2 separate regions of the Sus scrofa genome follow, and region 2 is linked to region 1. A link is a contact called in public HiChIP or PLAC-seq data. All regions are on one chromosome and are shown on one strand. The core of a region is the stretch at or near the end of the contact, and the rest is flanking DNA. Distances in the headings are between cores, read along the strand shown.

Region 1 (7,577 bases), core at 662-3,161:
CATCCCGCATCGGAGCTGCGGCTTCGATACAGTCCCTGGCCCAGAACTCTATATGCTGGGGGTGTGGCCAAAACATAATAAATACATAATCAAATTAATTTAACGTAAATAAGCTTTAAATTTACCTTGAACACTTTTACCTCCCACCCCAAAGTTTCTTAAGATTTTTAACGTTCCTTAAACACAAAGTGTATGTTAGTATCTACTTCTAAATAACTCCAGCAAGTTTCAATAAATAAAAAAAAAAAAACTATCAATGATGCAGTCTTATCAAAAGATCTCATGAGTTTCCTGGTGGCCTAGTGCTTAAGGTTTTGGCATTATCACTGCTGTGGCTTGAGTTCAGTCCCAGGCCCAGGAACTTTCACATGCCATGGGCCTAGCCAAAGAAAAAAAAAAAAATCTCAGCAGGGAGTTCCTGTAGTGGCTCAGCGGAAACAAATCTGACTAATATCCATGAGGATTCGGGTTGGATCCCTGGCCTCGCTCAGTGGGTCAGGGATCCAGCATTGCTGGAGCTGTGGTGCAGGTCACTGACGAGGCTCAGATCCAAGCTGCTGTGGCTGTGGTGTAGGCCAGCAGCTGTAGTTCCAATTCAGCCTCTAGTCTGGGAACTTCCATATGCCATGGGGGTGTCCAAAAAAAAAAAAAAAAAAAAATCAGCAGACTTGAGCTTATATTATTAAGCTGAATCAATTGTGGCCAATAGAAATGGCTGCAATTAAATGATTTTAGCCTTAGATTTTCTAAGTAGTTAAGTAGACAGAAATAAAGCTAGAAACCCTGGCTACAAAAGACTTTTTAAAAAGTAATTTCTAAAGAATGGGAGGCATACTATCAATTCATTTTTTTAACTGAACAATCTTTTAGGCTAAATTTATCACTTTCTTTGTCTAGAGCCCTTTTCATTTCAGAAAACATGTTTTTTTTGTTTTTTTTTTCCCATTTTGTTTCTGGCTAAGTCCAAAATATCCAGTTTGAGACCAGGGTTTATTCATCCCAAACCTAAAATAAAACCAAACCAATAAAAGTCTAAGTTGCGTTCCATTTCAGTACTTCCACTTACTACAACTCCCAGAAGACGGAATATTTGCAGAGAAGCACTGTTCTAGATCCTGACTTTGCTTCATTTTACTCATATCTTGGCAAGTCGGCTATGTACTCCTAGTCACAGTTTTACATGAAAACACAGGCAAAAGAGGACAGTGTGTTTGGCATGTGAACACTAGCACGTTTACTTAACTGGCGAGTCACTACTTTTTCCCTTTTGCCTTTCTTAGTAATTAAAAACATCTAAATATTTTAAAATAAATTATTTCTATATTCTTGCTGGGCATTTTAGAGACTCGTTCTCAGAAACAATCAGAAAATCTCCAGGAATGTACACCAGAATCATCAAAATATACATGTTTTGGCTCCACTTCATACCCAATGAATCAGAATCTCTCTGGAAAACTCAAAGGATTAAAATAGCAAGGATACACTATGCAATATGAAAAAGAACAAGGTTCATCTTGTCAGGTCTGGGCTTTGATCTACTCTACTTCCAAGCCAGTAGTTAGCCTGCTATTGTTTCTTGGATGCTAGCAGAAGACAGGAACCTCCTGGGTCTGTGGTTCGCAGCACAGCAAGCCATGTGAGCGTCCTGTGTGGGACGGCTCCCCGCCTACAAGCCCCACAGGGGTCGTGCAGATGGGCTCATACGGATTCCTGGATGTGAAGTGGGTTGTGTTATAGGAGAGGAATTCGGCTGTGTTTTATCTCAAAGGGTCAGCAAATCCGTTCTCCGTTTCAGGGGAAGATAGTACCTCAACCCTCAAGGTTGCTTGCGGCAAACACAATTCTGAGAAATGGCCTAGGCAAAGAACACTTAGGGCCTTGCATTCTTGGCAAGACCAGCAGGATGTGCTGGAGTCTGAGAGAACATGCAAGAGTGTTTCTCAACATCTATATGAACTTAGAGGGGAAGGTGACAAGTGTGAGATTTGAAATTTTTTTTAAAAAGAGCAAGTTGTAGGAATGTATTGTACAATACTTAATACTCTATTCTCTCCTCCAGACCCACCTTTGGAGAGACATGTACAGTCTTGGAAATGCATAATTTTTAGAAGAATATACAAAAACTCTCTTGGAAGTAGGAACAGAGAACTTGAGCATAAAAGGGACTTTTATTGTACTTTATACCATTCCTTTTGCTGTGTTATTACGAGCACTTATGTCTTTTTAAAAAATCATAAAAATTTACCTGTTTTTTATCAGTAGATACTCTGGCCATCTCTTCATTATCTCCTAAGGGTCCATGCTTTCCCTCCTCTTTTTCCTAATAAAAAGATTAAGGAAAAAAAAAAGATTAGCAAGACATATGATTAATTCAATATTTCCTATATTTAAAGGTTTTTTTGGCTGTAGCCATTCATTTTTTTTTCTTGATGAAACTCTGCAATGACTTCCTGCTTTGTTCAGGTTCAAGTTCAGACTACTTAACCTGGCCCCAACATACTTTTCCAAAACACAGAACTAAAAATAAAATTCTGTAGTTTAAGTTTTCAGAGATGGGGCCGTTTTGAGCAATGGAAAAATCTGAGTGTGGCTATGGGTAAGAAGAACGAAAGGGGAGCAGAGGTAAATTATCTGGTATTGGGAAGGTAAGGAAATCTGTAGCAAGGGTATGAGATATGGATTGTGGTAGGCAGAATAACGGCTGCCCAAAGACCCCCTGGAGCCTGTGGCTATTACTTGCAGGGCTGCATATGGAATTAAGGCTGCTCATCATCTTGAGATGAATAGCTTGACCTGGATGATCTGGGTGGGCCCAAAGTAAATCACAAGGGTCCTTATAAGTAAAAGAGGGAGGCAGGAGAGTGAGGGTCAGAGTGATGCAACATGACAAAGACTTATTCCACCATTGCTGGCACTGAAGATGGGAGCCAAGGAATGTAGGCAGCCTCTAGAAGCTGGAAAAGCTAAGGAAACTGATTGTTCCCTAGAAGGAATGCAGTCCTGCCAACACTTTGACTTTAGCCTTGTGAGATCTATTTTGGATCTGTGACCTACAGAACTCTAAGAATATAAATCTGTGTCATTTGAAGCCATGAACTTTGTCAACGCTAACACAGGAATGTCCGTAAGTCTACTCTAAAAGTAAAACTTTTTTTTAAACTGTGTCCTTTCTGGAGCACTGGGACACAGGTTCAATTCCTGGCCTGGCACAGTGGGTTAAGGATCTGGTGTTGCTGCAGCTGCAGTGTAGGCCACAACTGCAGCGTGGGTCTGATCTCTGGCCTGGAACTCCATATGCCACAGGGCAGCCAAAGAAGGGGGGCAGGGTAAAACTTGAAGTAGAAAGTTTTGAGACAAAGGATAAATTCATTCATCCATCCATCCATTCAACCAGCTTTTAAACACAATGTTCACAGCAGATTTATTCTTCATTTATTAATTCAATAAATAATTATTGAACCCTTGCTATGCTCCAGCCATAAACATCGTTGCTTAGGATGTAAGTATTACAGAGTGTAAGATTTATGAACACAGTAACGTGACTATAAGGTAAGTAGATGACAGGGTGAAACATCAGGATTCTGTGAGCCTCACCACAGGCGGGATATGTAATACATTGGAGAAAGTCTCTTTTCCTTCTCTTTTGGAAAAGGCCACACCCATGGCATGTGGAGGTTCCCAGGCTAGGGGTCTAATTGGAGCTGTTGCCTCTGGCCTACACCAGAGCCACAGCAACGCCAGATCGGAACCGTGTCCGCGACCTACACTACAGCCCACGGCAACGCTGGATCCTTAACCCACTGAGCGAGGCCAGGGATCGAACCCGCAACCTCATGAATCAACCTAGTCGGATTCGTTTCTGCTGCGTCACAACAGGAACTCCTTACTGGAGAAAGTTTCAAAGTAGGAATGGCAAACTCGGTGAAGGTTGACCTCTTAGTCTTCTGAAACAAGTGCTGGACACTAGAAAAGGGGTAACTTTTGAGACGTTTACAAGAAAAGCCATGTTCTGGGAATGTTCAGGCAGAAGAGGAAGGGGAGGAAGCAACGATGCTGGCAGTGAAGTGAGGGGTGCCGTGGTAACAGTGGTGATGATGATGATGAATGCCCGTGTGACAGCAGTAACACCTCACTTTTACCGAGTGTTTACCACGTATTAGGCCCTAAATTAGCTCATTTAATACTCACACCTTTATGAAGTAGCTATGGTTATTCCCTTTTTCCAAATGAAGAAATTGTGGAGAGAGATTAAATAGCTCAACCATGGTCACATAGCTCATAAGGGGGTAAGCATGGATCTGAGCCCCAAATCCACTGTCCTCGCCATTATGCTATAGGAATTCTGCTCTAGAAAAGCATGTGAGGTCTTTTAGCATAAAAACAAGGTACCAAAAGACACAATGGGAAGAGCTGGGAGTATATGATGTATAGAGAAATATGAGGGAACAATGCAGTTATTATAATCTTACTAACGTAATATTCGGGCAACTTGAATAAGTCTTACTTAACTAAAATGTAAAACTATGAGCCAACAGGAGAGATAATTATTTTTAAATGACAGCCACGTTCAATAGTACTCAACTTCTAAAACTTTTAATTGCAGGTTTTTTCCCTTGGAAGTCTCATTAATAATTAGTTTCTCTCCCACTCATTTATCTAGTTTTAGGCTGGATTATTAAAAATTCTTACTCCGTATACTCAGTATATACCTTCCTGAACAATCTTCAAGGCACACCCATATAGTGTAAATATTTAACACAGAAAACCCTAAACAGCAGTCATAGTCAGAAGCAGTTGTAGTTAATAATACCCTAAGGCTGGTAAAAATATTATAGACCATCTAAATGTACAATAATAAGGGGACGTGTTACATTGATACAATGCACTGTTATATAATCATTAAGATGACAGTAAAATGATAATAAAAACCATAAAACTCCCAGAAGAAAACAGATGGTAAGTTCCTTGACATAGGTTTTGGCAATTTTTTTAATCTGACACCAAAAGTAAAAGCCACAAAAGCAAAAGTTTATAAACAAGTGAGAATATAACAAATGAAAAAGCTTTTGCACAGCAAAAGAAACTATAAGAAAATGAAAAAAGGCAATCTATTGAATGGTAGAAAATATATGCAAATCACCTATCTGACAAAAGACTAATATCTAAAATGTATAGGAGTTCCCACTGAGGCTCAGTGGAAACTAATTTGACTAGCATCCAGGAGGACACAGGTTCGATCCCTAGCCTGGCTTAGTGGGTTAAGGATCTGGTGTTGCCATGAGCTGTGGTGTAGGTCACAGATGCGGCTTGGATCTGGTGCTACTACAGCTTGGCATAGGCCAGTGGCTCCAGCTCTGATTTGACCCCTTGCCTAGGAACCTCCATATGCTGCAGGTGTGGCCCTAAAAAGCCAAGAAATAAAAAACAAAAATTTTTTAAAATAAAATAAAATACATAAAGAACTCACACAGATCAATAGCAAAAACCCAACAAATACAATTAAAAAATGGGCAGAAGATCTGAATGGACATATTCCAAAGAAGATATACACAAGGGCCACAGGTACCCGAAAAGATGCTCTACATCACTAATCATCAGAGAAATGAAAATCAAAACCACAATAAGGTCTCACTTCACACCTGTTATAATGGCTATTATCAAGAAGACCAGAAGTTATCAAGTGTTGGTGAGGATGTGGCGAAAAGGGAACCCTTGTGCACTGTTGGTGGGAGTGTAAAAGGGCTTAGGCGTAATGGAAAACAGTGTAGATGTTCCTCTAGAAGTTATAACTAGAACTACAATATGATCCAGCAGTTTCACTTCTGGACATTTATCCAAAGAAGATGAAAAAACCAACCTGAAGAGCTATATGCATCCCTGATGTTCACTGCAGCATTATTTACAATAGCCAAAACATAGAAACAATCTAAGTATCCATCAACAGATGAACAGATAAAGAAACTGTGGTACACACACACACACCCCCCCAGAATATTATTTAGTCATAAAACATAATGAAATCTTGCTATCCGCAAGAACACAGAGGGATCTCAAGGGCTTTATGCTAAGTGAAATAAGTCAGACAAAGATAAATACTATACAATTTCTCTTATATGTGGGGTCTAAAAACAAACAAACAAACAAATCTCCCAAGCTTATACACAGAGAACAAACTTATAGCTGACAAAGGTAGGGGTAGGGGTGGAAGAAACTGGTCAACCGCCAAAAATGTTTAAATAAACTGAATTTTTAAAATAAAAGTAACAAGCACATATAGTACATAGCATAAGCGAGGCATTATATAAGACCTTTACAAATATTGTCATTTTCCAGAAAAGCTCCATGTAGTAAGTACCAGTAACATTCCATTCTACAGATGAGGAAGTTGACACAGAGGTAAAGTAAACTCACCCAAGGTTACACAACTAGTAAGGGGTGGAGCCAAGATCGGAACCCAGGCACTAACTGCAAAACCACTGGCTACTCCCAAACCACTAGACTACGTTGCCACCCAGTTTATAACAGTATTACACCATGAGCACTTTCCTACTTTAAGTGAAAAGGGCAGGATCCAGAATTAATTGGTATCAAATGAGTAAAGGAAATAGTGAAAAAAAGATTGAGAAACAACACAAAAACATTAGCCGTCTCTACGTGGTGAAATTACAATGGATTTTTTTTTTCTTCTGTATATTTCATAAATAATAAACATATATTACTTTCTTAAAACACAAAAATATTTTACTTTTTTGTTGTTGTTTGTTTGTCTTTTTGCCTTTTCTAGGGCTGCTCCCATAGCATGTGGAGGTTCCCAGGCTAGGGGTCGAATTGAAGTTGTAGCCACCAGCCTACGCCAGAGCCATAGCAACGCGGGATCCAAGCTGCATCTGTGACCTACACCACAGCTCATGGCAATGCTGGATCCTTAACCCACTGAGCAAGGCCAGGAATCAAACCCGCAACCTCAATGGTTCCTAGTCAGATTCGTTCACCACTGAGCCACGACGGGAACTCCCAAAAATATTTTACTTTTAAAAAAACAAAGGTTTGTCAAGAGCAATGTTCCCAACACAAGTACATGTCAACCTGCACCTTACAGTTTCTCTGACTTACTTGGTAGAGCAAAAGCAGAATAAACAATTTAAGTGAAACAAATTTATTACTTTAGCTTAAAGAATATTTTCTTCTCTTAATAGGAAAAAGATCTTACTTAACCCTAAGAGCATCATGTGCAATTTGTAGTGGAATTATTTATTTAATACCCATCTGTTGAAAAATAATTCAATTTTAACACAGGATGCATTCTAATGTATGTGCGTGTGCGTGTGCATGTGCGCGTGCGTGAGTGTGTGGTATGTGTGAATGGATTAAAATGAGACCAAATCTTGATTACTAAAAAATGATTCTTCAGGAGCTCTCTTGTAGTGTAGCAGGTTAAGGATCTGGTATTGTCGCTGCAGCAGCTTGAGTTGCCGCTGTGGCACAGGTGCCATCCCTGGCTCTGGAATGTTCAGATGCTGCAGGTGCAGCCCCAAAAATTTTATTTATTTATTTTCTGTCTTTTATCTTTTCAGGGC
Region 2 (7,121 bases), core at 338-2,837, 910 kb after region 1:
TAAGTACCTCTTATTCCCCTGAATTCCTCCAAGTCCGCTGTGAGTAGTCACTTATGGGACAGACACTCTCATGCTGTGTCTTCCATTTCTTGTGCAGACTCATGGGACTTTGTTTGTTCCCGTCTCTGGGGCTCCAGTTTGCAAGGTCCTAGTTCCTCTTTACCGACATCACCCCTCCTTTATTTCCAAATTGGACCCCAACCTCTGGGATCATGTTGTTTTAATTCCTCTGCCTAATCTCTCATTAACACTCACATACTTTTTATCTTATCTCATTTTGCCCTTATGTATTATTGCTTGAAAAATGTGTTTGTTTCATATTTGTACCTTTCGCCCCATGTTAGATTGTAGAGTCCTTCACAACGAAGCACACGCCCTTGAATTCTTTTGTAGTTTATCCTGCTATATGCACTAAATAACACTTATTGCTTACTTTGGTCATTTTATTACTTTTTCCTCCTAATCCCAGTTACTCTTCTCTACTTTGTAACTAGAATTTCTATCTGATGTTTTTCTAATTCATGTATCCCATCTAGAGGGTTTTCTGTCCTCTTGGATTTTATATTGTAAAGAATCAAAGAATCTTTTTTTTTTTTTTTTTTTTTTTCTTTTTAGGGCTATACCTGCGGCACAGTGGAAGTTCCCAGGCAGGGGTCCAATCAGAGCTACAGCTGCCGGCCTACACCACAGCCACAACCACGTGGGATTCAAGCCACATCTGCGACCTACACCACAGTTCATGGCAACGCCAGAGGCCCAACCCATTGAGCAAGGCCAGGAATTGAACCTGCATCCTCGTGGAGCCTAGTCAGATTCGCTTCTGCTTCGCCACAATGGAACTCCCTGTTGAGTATCTTCTGAAAACTTGTTTTACTTTTCTCTGTTACCTCATCTATTTACACCTCCTACCCAGTGAAATTAAAGAGTTGAAATATTTCTCAGTGTATATACAAAGGAAAAAAATAGGCAAAGCGCTCCGCTCTGGGTAGAAGTGAGCCCTTCCTCTCTGTCATCCCCACCGTATTCTTTATCCCACTTTCACATGTAATAAAGAACTTTTATTCGTATCATTTATCTTTATTATCTACTGAATACTTAGGCTCTAGCTAAATTCTCCAAAAACCATGAATGCTTCACTGTCAGGTTTGGGGATTGGGAGAGAGAGTTTTTATCTGGGTAGATAAGTGGTGATAGGAATATCTACAAATTTATTAATAATTTTTTATTTTAAAAATTGGGAAAATATGCGTAGCATAAAATGTATCATTTTAACCATGTTAAAGTGTACAGATCAGTGGCATTAAATACATTCATATTGTTGTGCAACCCTCAACACCATCCATCTCCAGAATTCTTTTCATCTTTCAAAACTGAAACTTTGCATCTATTAAACAATAGCTCCTCATTCTCTTCTCACCCCAGCCCCTGGCAACCACCATTCCACTTGCTGTCTCTATGAATTTGACTACCCTAGGTCTCTCATTATATTAAAAGGATTCATTCAGTATTTGTCCTTTTGTGTCAGAATTTCATTCCTTTTTAAGGCTGAATACAGTTTTTTATTTTCATGGTTGCAAAATATTCCCTTTCTATTGTGTGTGTTTAGGTATTTCCTCTTTTGTAGCAACTCTAGCTAATGAAAGTCAAGCTCTGTCTTTAACTGTACGTCTTTTTTTGAGGCCTGAAATAACAGTGGAAAATTGAAAAAACAAAACAGACAAGTCTAGTTTTCAGGAAATCTCATTTAAAATATGTCTTCTTCAAAAGAATGTGTATGTTATATGTATAACTGAATCACATTGCTGTATAGCAGAAATTAACACGACATTGTAAACCAACTATACTTTAATGAAAAATGACCAAAAAATCTACAAATAAGAAATCTTGCTTTTATCAGAAACACGTATATTTCAAGATGCGTTTAAAAATTTTTTTAGAAGCAATGGAAGTTAGTTGTTTTGCTGTTGTGCTTCAGCAATGATTACCACATCATCTTGGTCAATGTATTCACTGTCCGTAAAAGGAGAAAAATGTGCATTTCCTTGACAATATTGAGAATGTGTTGGCGAATCATCTCTGAGCCCTGGGCTGCACTGAAAGTTGAAATGGAAGGTATTTTAACCTGCCAAGACTTGAGTTAAAGCCTTGAAAACAGTTTTTTTTCCCCATAATTGCTAAGATTTTTAAATCATAAAACTGGATAAGGAAGCTTCTGGCGTGTATCTTATTTTAGACAGAAAGCTATTAAAACAGTGAGACATCAGGGAAGCAAAAGGCAAAATTACACATACCAATCCTAGTAATTTAAAATATATTTTCCAATGTGAGTGAAGGCTCTGATAACATGCCTGGAACTCTCATGGTATCGATGTTCTTTTTTTTTTTTTTTTTCTTATAGGAAAGGAGACTTTGAATTTTGAATTGAATTTTATTTTATAACTCCAAGTGGAAGAAACATTTTTGTGTTCATTATTTATACCCTGTTCCTACAAAGATTATTTGAGGTTATTGAGAGAATATTGAAGAATGTAATTTCAGAAATCTGGATGTAAATTCTCCCAATGTCTTTTATTGTCCAGGCATTGACCTTTTCTCCAAAACGATTAGCAGAAATCTTAACAAAGAGCATTAACTCTGATGACTGGAAAAATGGTCTAGCAGCATCTTTGACCGTGTGCCTGTGTCTCGTCTACCTAGGGTTAGACAGCTTGGTCCTTCTTTTGTATTAGGGTTTTCTTGGCCAGTAAGTAGAGTAACCATATGTTTTAGATTTTCTGGTACAGCCCCAATTAAAAATATTCTTTCCTGTTGTTAGGCCATGTGTCCAACCATGTGTCCTGATATTTCTGTGGAATATGTGGCCAGCTTACTCAGAATTTTCAGTATTTCTCTTATGGGCCTTTCCTTTCAAAGTACCCAGAGGCTTCTGCACCTGGGTTAGGCTACGCAACCATCCTACTGGGTCTGTGAGAGTCAGCTGATGTCTTTGAATCTCTGTAGGGCCCACCCTGCCTTTTCCAACCTTCCAATCTCCAGAAACCTGCCTTTTCCATCTCCTACTCAATTTCTTGTTATGCTCTACCTAGAATTTGATTGTATGTGGCCTTATATTGTTCTTATTGTTATATTTGGGTTGGTCTCATTTCCCCAGCTAAACTGTACGATCTGGGGGAAAGTCATGGCCCCCGAATTCTGCCGTAACCTCCACCGTGCTTCACTCAGTGCTGGGCTTGCAACAGTTCTGTAAAAGAAAGAAAGGGAAGGAAGGAAGCGAATGAGAAAAGACTCATTGAAATCTTTCTCATTTAGGCCAGAGACCCCTTTGAAAACAACTCTACCTGAACCCTACAGTGAAACTCTATATAATGTATTTGGGGGAGGGGGAGAATCTATATCTATATCTATATCTATATCTATATCTATATCAGGCTTTTGGTTAAACCCTTGCTGCATTCTTGTCAGAATTCAAATATAGATTTTTAGCATCTGATTTCTATTCTAAGACTTTAGTTGGAGTTCCTGTCGTGGCGCAGTGGTTAACGAATCCGACTAGGAACCATGAGGTTGCGGGTTTGGTCCCTGCCCTTGCTCAGTGGGTTAACGATCCGGCGTTGCCGTGAGCTGTGGTGTAGGTTGCAGATGCGGCTCGGATCCCGCGTTGCTGTGGCTCTGGCGTAGGCCAGTGGCTACAGCTCCGATTGGACCCCTAGCCTGGGCACCTCCATATGCCGCGGGAGCGGCCCAAGAAATAGCAACAACAACAACAGACAAAAAGACAAAAGACAAAAAAAAAAAAAAAAAAAAGACTTTAGTTATCTATCTGTATATAGTTATACACACACACATACACACTTGGGGGAGGGGAGAATAGAACCGCAGACCTTGGTTTCTCATGTGTGCTAAGTGCAAAAGGTAAATTTCGTGACTTTGTTACTCTGTCCAAGATATAGTTAGGTGTAAAATTCCATGATTGCTTTTTTAGGCATCTCTTCTTTCTGTCCCCTAACTATGGGTGTTCTCCCAAGCCTTGGTGGTCTAGTCTCTGAACATTTGCTCCACAGGAGTTGTGTACAAAGGAGACACTAAGTGATCATATCAAATCTTATTTCTTGAAGAAGCTTTTCCTTGCACTCCAACCAGCGATTTACAAGCAGGCTGAGGGCATGTGGGATTATGGGTTGGGTAGGGAGTGAGATGTTTAGGGTGACTTGGGCAGCATCAGGGAGCCTTTTCGAAATATTCACAGTATATGAGATTGAGTAGGTCTGTGCTGGGGTTTGGCACGTGTATGTTGAAGGACTTCTGTGATTCTGATTTCAGAGAACCTCCTTCTAAACCTTAGTAGCCCCTAAAAAAAGAAAAAAAATAAAAATAAAAAAGGGAGTTTCCCGTTGTGGTGCAGCGGAGATGAATCCGACGATTCTGACTAGGAACCAGGAGGTTGTGGGTTCCATCCCTAGCCTCGCTCAATGGGTTAAGGATCTGGCATTGCAGTTGCTGTGTGTAGGTCGCAGATGCGGCTCAGATCCTGTGTTGCTGTGGCTGTGATGTGGGCTGGCCGCTGCAGTTCTGATTGGACCCTAGCTGGGAACCTGCATGTGCCACGAGTGCAGCCCTAAAAAAAGCAAAAGAAAAAAACCCAAACCTTAGTAGCAATTTTTTATGGCGCATCTTTTAGGCCTCATATCAGCATGCCTCTAACAGTCTTCCTTCTCTTTCCAATGTCTGCATTTCTTTTAGTATTTCCACCTTTTTTCAAGTAACTGGAATGCCTAAGAGAATTTAATTTGCTGTATTTATGTATTTAATGCATTTGATTAATAAGGGTTATTTAAGTACTTGGGGAAGCCACTCAGAAGGTTATAAATATGCTCTGCAGGCATGTGAAGTGTTTAAAATAAAAATTGACTCTATTAAATTTATAAATGCAGTTTAAAATGTTTAAGGGGATTTAATTATTCAAGTTTGTAGTGACTTTAATAGTTTAGTTTCTCAACATGAGCAAACCAAATATTAATCAAAGAATAGTGAGAGGAGAATTTTAATTTGCATAATAAGATTACTAATTTAAACTCAAGGAAAAGTAGATTTTTAATTTTGTAACTTTAAAAAATGGAATATCAGTTTGCTATCCCAGTAAGTGTAAATAATTTTTTCTATTCCTAAGGGTTCCTTTCCTGTCCAATACATGAAAACAAGCAAGTAAACCTCTGACAATATTAAAAGGCAGAGTCTAAATATGTTTAAATGTAAATAATGCTTTATTCCCCAGATCCTCTTTGCTCTTTATGGTCCTAAATTTTCTGTAATATAAGTGATCCACAACAGCCTTCTTCTTCTTTTTTTTTTTTTTTTTTTGTCTTTTTGCCTTTTCTAGGGCCACTTCCTGAGGCATATGGAGGTTCCCAGGCTAGCGGTCTAATCAGAGCTGTAGCCTCTGGCCTACACCAGAGTCACAGCAACGCGGAGTCTGAGCCGTGTCTGCAACCTACACCACAGCTCACCGTAATACTGGATCCTTAACCCACTGAGCAAGGCCAGGGATCGAACCCTAAAGCCCATGGTTCCTAGTCGGATTCGTTAACCACTGCACCACGACGGGAACTCGCACAACAGCCCTCTTAATCTAAGGAAGGGAATTATTAGCTTTAAAAATTTTTCTCTCAAGTAAAAAATTCCTTCAGCCATCGGGGGATGTAATGTGGAATATGTCTGAATTTACAAAATGAAATTTACTCACTTGGTTTTTAAATGGTGGGTATTAATCCAAGCTTATTACTGAAAAAATTACAAAAACTCTTTTATAGCTGGGGGGAAAAAATCTCAGACCTGGCACCTCTTCCTCTTCTCCCTCTGCCTTCTCTCTTCTCTGGGGGATTCAAGTAAAATAAAGGATTTTGAAGCCAGCAGATTCAAACATAAATGCAAAGCCTAATGTCTTTGATGTTGGGAAAGCTGAAACTGCACCCTGCTTTTTTCATTTCTGGACTGCGCACATCTGTAAAACTGCAACCTCAGCCACTACCACGGCGCAGGCGCGCTGCGCTAGATTAAGTGCCTGGCTAGTCTCAATAGCTTCTTTCATTTGCTTGCTCTTCTCACTCTTCAGTGACTGTGAGTGAGCCAGTAGCCATGGCCCATCACGATAAGCTCACATATTTGCTTTGGAGGCTTCTGGCTATTCATTTTTTTAAGGGGAAAAAAAAATTCCTTTGGCACTACCTTCTGGATTAATTTAATTGAGTAAGTACCCTGTAGACCAGTTGTGAAATACCAAACAAACAAAACCTACCATATTCGAGTATTCATCTCTGTGAATCAGTGTGTATCAGGATTTTCTTGCTACTATAAAACCAGAATAAAATTCAAAAATAAATTGGATGGTTGGATGCTAAAGCTAATACAAGATGCAACTCTCTTCCATCATCCCAGAAGTAAAAATTTTGTGCTCATTTAACAAGACATTCTTTTTTTTTTTTTCTCAGTTGCACCTGTGGTATGCAGGTCAAACCCATGCTACAGCACTGACAACACTTGATCCTTAACCCACTGTGCCAACAGGGAACTCCTGGTTGACATTGTTTTTTTTTTTTTTTGCTTTTTTGCTTTTTAGCGCCATACCCACCCACATATGGAAGTTCCCAGGCTAGGGTCTGATTGGAGCTGTAGCCCCCGGCCTACACCACAGCAACTCCAGATCCTTGACCCACTGACGAGGCCAGGGATCGAACCCGTGTCCTCACGGCTACTAGTTGGGTTCGTTAACCACTGAGCCACAACAGGAACTCCGTGGTTGACATTTTTATAAGCATATATTATATATTTAAATTCATAAAATAAATTGTCCTAATAAAAAGACCACTTTTATTTTTCTTCATATGTTGAGTTTTCACATAAGCTTTCATTTCTAGAAAGGATTCCTGTTAAGGAAAGTTTGAAAAGCAACTGATTTACATCAAGTTAGCAGTTTCCTAGTTTTCTTCAAGGAGTCCAGTCTTTTCCGTCTTTATCTTATTTAACATGCCACGGCCACAAACATAATTCATTTCCTGAAGGTTTCCTGCTGCTTCTTCCCTCTTCAGTAATCTATAACAGATCCTTGTGAACTACTGAACTAAGTT

Evidence for each region. HiChIP or PLAC-seq counts read pairs in DNA pulled down with a chosen protein or histone mark.
Region 2: a contact with region 1 is called in an H3K27ac HiChIP or PLAC-seq map of alveolar macrophages. The contact joins two enhancer-like sites. A contact is called at or near these places in 2 of 2 datasets of contacts at active chromatin or transcription factors (alveolar macrophages and skeletal muscle).

What each region holds. Positions count from the first base shown.
Region 1 is chr11:18,503,465-18,511,041 of Sscrofa11.1, forward strand. CDADC1 (cytidine and dCMP deaminase domain-containing protein 1) reads right to left here. Exons shown (of 10, transcript XM_003357836.4): 3 at 2,246-2,320. Among named protein-coding and RNA genes, the nearest start is that of CDADC1, 11 kb to the right of the region's middle. Within about 2 kb of position 1,912, at least 3 of the 83 cell types and tissues checked have an H3K27ac peak or open chromatin away from gene starts, as enhancers often do. A contact at or near this core is called in alveolar macrophages, where this site is marked.
Region 2 is chr11:19,410,319-19,417,439 of Sscrofa11.1, forward strand. No RefSeq gene overlaps it. Among named protein-coding and RNA genes, the nearest start is that of ITM2B, 36 kb to the left of the region's middle. Within about 2 kb of position 1,588, at least 1 of the 83 cell types and tissues checked has an H3K27ac peak or open chromatin away from gene starts, as enhancers often do. A contact at or near this core is called in alveolar macrophages, where this site is marked.